Regions from separate parts of the Mus musculus genome. Here region 2 is linked to region 1. Evidence: chromatin contacts called from public ChIA-PET data. All regions are on one chromosome and are shown on one strand. The core of a region is the stretch at or near the end of the contact, and the rest is flanking DNA. Distances in the headings are between cores, read along the strand shown. Region 1 holds the start of Foxo4 (forkhead box O4). Region 2 has its middle 22 kb from the start of Gm24061.

Region 1 (2,801 bases), core at 78-2,577:
GAATAAGAATGCCCCCCATAGGCCCACTAGGAAATGGCTTTATTTGAAAGGATTAGAAGGATTAGAAGCCGGTGCACTGTTGAAGAACTTAAACCCAGTCATAATGTCTCCATTTAGAATTTGGAAGTAGCAAGTTACAGAAGTGGAAAGGTGACCATCAGTGTGGCTGAGAAGGTTAGGTAGACCCAGAACAGCCTCTAACCAAATTCAGAGCTTAAGAGTAGGGATCGGGGATTTAGCTCAGTGGTATAGCACTTGCCTAACAAGGGCTAAGGCCCTGGAGTCGGTCCTCAGCTCCAGAAAAAAGACAAAATAACAGAGGTTAAAGGTAGCTAGAGGGTGGAGGTATAGGTGCAGAAAGAGATTAAAAAAAAAAAAAGTTCAGTTGGAGACATGTTGAATGAGAAGCCATTGAAGATCAGAACAAGGAGAAGATCAGTATTTCAGAGGCCTGCATAGCTGACAGAGGAAACTAGCAAGACTGTCTGTGAAATGTACATAGAAAATGGAGAGAGTGCACCATAACCAATGAACACTGTTTGTTGTTACACAAGCTTCCCTCTCAACTCCCCAAGTGAGTGTGTCTTATTTTCTAATCAGATCCCTACTTGTTGATACTCTTTCTGCTTCTTATAAGGGCAATACATTTTCACTTTGCTTTCTTAGTGAAGGATGGGAAAATCTAGCGTCTTTCAAAACGATCTTTTGGGCGACCCCGAAACTCGAGGAAGTGGGTGAAAAGGGAAGGAATGAGGAAAAATATTTTTAAGAAAAGAAAAAGAGTCCGGGACGACCTCTAATCATTAAAGTTCCACCTCCCCACATCCTGCCACGCGCCGCTCTCCTGCGGCCGATATCGGACTCCTGATCGCAAGGTAGGACGGGAGATGTAGTCTTCGAGAACGACCAGGGTGGCACGATTCGAGAACTCAGTTTCCCAAGTGGCTCCTGAGGCGCGTGCGCAGATGGCTGCCCCAGCGAGTGGTAAACAGAGACGTCTGGCGGGGGCTGCTGCTTGGAGCAAAACAAAAGGGAAACCCGGGGGGCGGGGGGTGGGGGGGTCCGATAGGGGATTCAGTTCTGGAGTTGGGGAGGCTGGGGCCGCAAGAACCTTGACCCTCTCAAGAGTGACCTGGAGGGAAGAGGCGAGGGGAGGGAGAGCCAGGGGAGGGACAAGTGACGCCCGGGAGCGGGGCGTGGGGGAGGGCAGCGATCCGGGTGGAGGAAATTTGGGAGGAGTGTCCGGGGGGCAGCAACTTGAAAGGGGGAGGGAACTTCGCTGAGGAGACGTTCGGTGATGGGAGCGCAATGTATGAGGGGATACGGTGCCTCAGGTTTAAAAGAGCAGGAAGCTGAGTGAGAGGGTGCAGAAAGTGCCTTCGCTAGGCGGAGGTTACAGGTGGTGCCTCAGAGCGCTACTCTGAGGCTGCAGCCCGGACTCCGGAGGGGATCGGAGAACGGAGTGAAAGGGACAGTTTAGGAGCTAGAGTCCGGAGACGAGGGAGAAGTTCGTGACTTTCTGAGAACTGGAAAGAATGTGTTTCCCCCCTTGGGGGAGGCATGGTGAGGGACTGTGGCAGGCTCCACTGATCGCTGAGCTGCAGAGGTTCGACCCCACGTATGGATCCAGAGAATAAGAAGTCAGCCACAGGGGCTGCCGCGATCCTAGACCTCGATCCCGACTTCGAACCCCAGAGCCGTCCGCGATCCTGCACCTGGCCCCTTCCTCGACCAGACCTCGCTACGGAGCCACACGAACCGTCCGAGGTGGAGCCCAGTCTGGGACAGAAGGTACCCACGGAGGGACACTCCGAACCGATCCTGTTGCCCTCTCGGCTCCCAGAGCCGGCAGGGGGCCCCCAGCCGGGAATCCTGGGGGCTGTAACAGGTCCTCGGAAGGGAGGCTCCCGCCGGAATGCCTGGGGAAATCAGTCATATGCAGAACTCATCAGCCAGGCCATTGAAAGCGCCCCGGAGAAGCGGCTGACACTCGCCCAGATCTACGAATGGATGGTCCGCACGGTGCCCTACTTCAAGGACAAGGGTGACAGCAACAGCTCGGCAGGATGGAAGGTAAGTATGACTCCCTTACCTTCACGCCATCCACCCTTGGACCCCTCTAGTTACTCTCACTCCGGGGCCCCCCATTACCGCCTTTCCACCCCTTTGGAAAGCCCAAAGATCCACCTTTAATCTTCAGTTAGACAGGCATTTACTTAGTACATAGTATATACCACACTCTGAGCAGCTTGAAGCAGGAGGATCGGAGATGAATAAGACACTGTCCCTGCTCTGAGGAAAATCGAATTCTCTACTCGCTACTCAGCACTTTGGCTTGAGCTGCTCCAAACATTTATTCCCACAGAGAAGTCTTTATCCTATGTACAGCAGGAACTGTGTGGATTCTCCACCGGCACCTAGCCTTCCCTCCTCCCTCCCCTCCCACCCAACACCTTTTGGCCCATTCCTGCGGGATTACTCGGATTCCCTGCTCGCCTCCCAATACCTCAGTGAACAGAACTGTTCTACGATTGCTCTGCCCAAGAGGGAGTGGGCGGTGAAGGGGGGCAAAGTGGTTGGTATCCATGGGGAAAGGTAGCGACCTTGTGCACTAAGGAAAGAGGCCCGCAAGCTGCTATCTGCCTCAGTTTACCTTCTCCTGACGAAAATCCTTCCTTGTAAGGCGCTCTCCAAACTCACGGGGAAAGTCTTTGTTCAGGAATACTACTCATGGAGAAAGGAGGTATCATATAGCTTTGACTTTCGAGTCCAAGTTGGTCCTTGGTCTTTCTTGAAGAAAC
Region 2 (2,801 bases), core at 201-2,700, 91 kb before region 1:
AAAAAAAAAGAAGTCAGGACAGGAATTCAAGCAGGGCAGAAACCTGGAGGCAGGAGCTGATGCAGAGACCATGGAGGGATGCTGTTTACTGGCTTGCTCATAATGACTTGATCAGCCTGCTTTCTTACAGAACCCAGAACCACCAGCCTATAGATGGAAACACACACAATGGGCTGGGCCCTCCAACATCAATTACTAATTAAGAAAATGCTCTATAGGCTTGCATACAACCTGCTCTTATAGCAGCATTTTCTCAATTGAGGATCCCTCCTCTCGGAGGACTACAGCTTGTGTCATGTTGACACAAATCTAGCCTTACAATGACTTTTCTCCCCTCAGAGTCTGCAGAGAAACCCCCAGCACTCTGAAAGTTTGCCAGCAGGAAGGAAGGTTCCAGGTCAGTTCAAGTTGATTTCTCCATGTCCTGCAAGGGAAGTGTGTCTTCAGCGAGAGAGACTCTTACCATCTGGCTATGGTGAGCAATGAAGAGCAATGCCAACAGCCTGTTTGCCACATCATGCTCCTCTCCAGGGATTGACCTAACTAGGGCAGCAAAGGAATGAAGAAAGGACAGACACAGAAAAGCTGAGAGGGGCGAAGTGTGCTCTGTGATGGAGAAGCTGCAGTACCCCCTGCCTTTGACAGCAGCGTGTTGAACATACATAGCTGAACAGGGAAGCAGAGTTATTGCATACTGTTGAAGCAAGGAGGCAGGTTTAGCTAATCTTGGTAGAAGCAACATGGGGAGGAGGCACTACACTTGGACATTTTCTGCACCCACTGTCAATATTTGTGCTCAGACAAGGACATCCATTTCCCTGAGCCTACTTCAAGAAAGACTTTACAATTCCTATAGGTCAAAAGCATTGGGATCCTTTACGTGGGCAAGCCCATTGTCAATACACATTTACTCAGGAGTTTACTCACTCAGAGCTCCCTCTGTTCCCCGGACCTGTGTTCTGTTGGTGGCCTCTGAGGCCTATCTGACCAATAACTCATATGGAGGTATCCCACTGGCACTGAAATTTTCATTTAATAACCCATGTTTTCTGTGGGGAACATTGAATAGAGGGTACCTTCATTCAAACTTTTAAACTATAAAGTATACATTATTATTTTGTATGTATGTGAGTGTCTTGCAAGCATGCATGCCTTTGCACTCTCTCTCTCTGTGTGTGTGTGTGTGTGTGTGTGTGTGTGTGTGTGTGTGTGAATCTAGGTGCCCACACAGGCCGGAAGCACTGAATTCCCCAGAGCTAGAGCTACCTGCCGTGGCTGCTGGAAACTGAACTAGGGTTCTCTGGAAAAACAGCAAATGCTCTTAATCACTGAATCATCTCTCTAGCTCCGTAATTTATATTTTTAATTAATACAAAGCACTAGGTTTCTTTTTTAATAAATAAAATCACTTTATTCTAATTAGCTTACAAACAAACACATCACACAGCTAAAGTGAAACCACTCAAACACTTAACCGATCCTAAATTCTATAAATCACAGTGGAAATACAGTTAGAAATGCCATTCATAAAGCAAATGGAATATCACTTAGGGTTTTACACATTTCTTATTCATTTTCATTCACTTATTCACCACAACAAAAGAAAAAAGTACAATGAAGTTGAAATTAGAAAAAGAAGTTTGCATGCGGCTTTTTCATACATGCCTACTTCCTTCCTTCCTCCACTCCCATCCGCTATGCTCCACCCTCATCCTTTTTTAACCCTTGAGCCCCAAGTAGTCTCCTCCTTTACTTTAATATCACATGCTCTACTATCCTCTCCCCCAAGTGAGGCTTCTTCCCATCATTTTCCAGTTTTCTGACCTCTATAGACATTCAAATTAAATACATAAATATAAAAATGTGAGGCTAGGACTCACATATGAGAAAGAACACGTACCATTTGTAATGCTAGGCCTGGGTTACCCCACTCAAGGTGATTTTTCTAGTTCCATCCATTTTCCTACAAATTTCATTTTGCTTTACAGCTGAATAAATTCCCGTTGTGTAAATGTACCATGTTTCATTATATATCAGTAGATAGGCATTTAAGCTGATTCCATCCCCTAGCTATTATGAGTAGATAGAGCAACAATGAATATGAATGTGCAAGTATCCCTGTTATAAGACATAAAGTCCTTTGGGTGTGTGCCCAGGTATAGCCCAGTCATATGGTAATTCTATTTGTACCTTTTTGAGAACAGTTCATACTGATTTCCATAATGGCTACACTAGTTTACACTCCCACCAATGGTATATTAAGGCTCCTCCTTTCCCTGAATCCTTGCCAGTATTTGTTGTTTTCTAGTTTTGTTTTGTTGTTGTTTTGTTTGATGATAGCCATTTTGACTGGGGTGAAATGAAAACCCAAAGCACTTTTAATTTGCCCTTCCCTGATGACTAATGATGTTGAGCACTTTTAAAAGTTTTTATTACTGACTCGTATTTCTTCTGAGAACTCTCTTTCCATTGCATAACTCCTTTTTTGAATGGGTTGTTTTCTTCCTTCCTTCCTTCCATCTTTCCTTCCTTGAGACAGGGTCTCACTGTGCAGCCCTGGCTGTCCTGGAACTCACTCTGTAGACCAGGCTGGCCTCAAACTCAAAGAAAACCACCTGCTTCTGCCTCCCAAGTGCGGGGATTAAAGACATAAGCCACCATGTCAGTCTTGTTTGTTTTCTTGATGTTTAGTTTTCTTGAGTTCTTTGTTTAGATACTAATCCTCTCGGATATATAATTAGAAAATATTTTTCAGAGGCGGGCGGGTTTCTGAGTTCAAGGCCAGCCTGGTCTACAAAGTG

What was found. ChIA-PET counts read pairs in DNA pulled down with a chosen protein or histone mark.
Region 2: a contact with region 1 is called in an RNA polymerase II ChIA-PET map of memory CD8 T cells, with 376 read pairs. The contact joins the enhancer-like site here to the promoter of Foxo4 in region 1. A contact is called at or near these places in 11 of 39 promoter capture datasets (the 3T3-L1 cell line, 3T3-L1-derived adipocytes, the C10 cell line and 6 more), 1 of 15 datasets of contacts at CTCF or cohesin (CD8 T cells), 2 of 484 Hi-C or Micro-C datasets (embryonic fibroblasts and nephron progenitors), 7 of 115 datasets of contacts at active chromatin or transcription factors (the 230-238 cell line, the SCID.adh cell line, effector CD8 T cells and 3 more) and 4 of 9 other capture datasets (adipose tissue, liver, macrophages and 1 more).

The regions. Positions count from the first base shown.
Region 1 is chrX:101,253,201-101,256,001 of GRCm38.p6, forward strand. It overlaps Foxo4 (forkhead box O4), which reads left to right and starts at 1,328. Exons shown (of 3, transcript NM_018789.2): 1 at 1,328-2,073. The coding sequence starts at 1,621.
Region 2 is chrX:101,162,246-101,165,046 of GRCm38.p6, forward strand. It overlaps a transcript of Snx12 not described here. Among named protein-coding and RNA genes, the nearest start is that of Gm24061, 22 kb to the left of the region's middle. Within about 2 kb of position 1,451, at least 18 of the 459 cell types and tissues checked have an H3K27ac peak or open chromatin away from gene starts, as enhancers often do. A contact at or near this core is called in the 230-238 cell line, CD8 T cells, the HPC-7 cell line and 1 more, where this site is marked.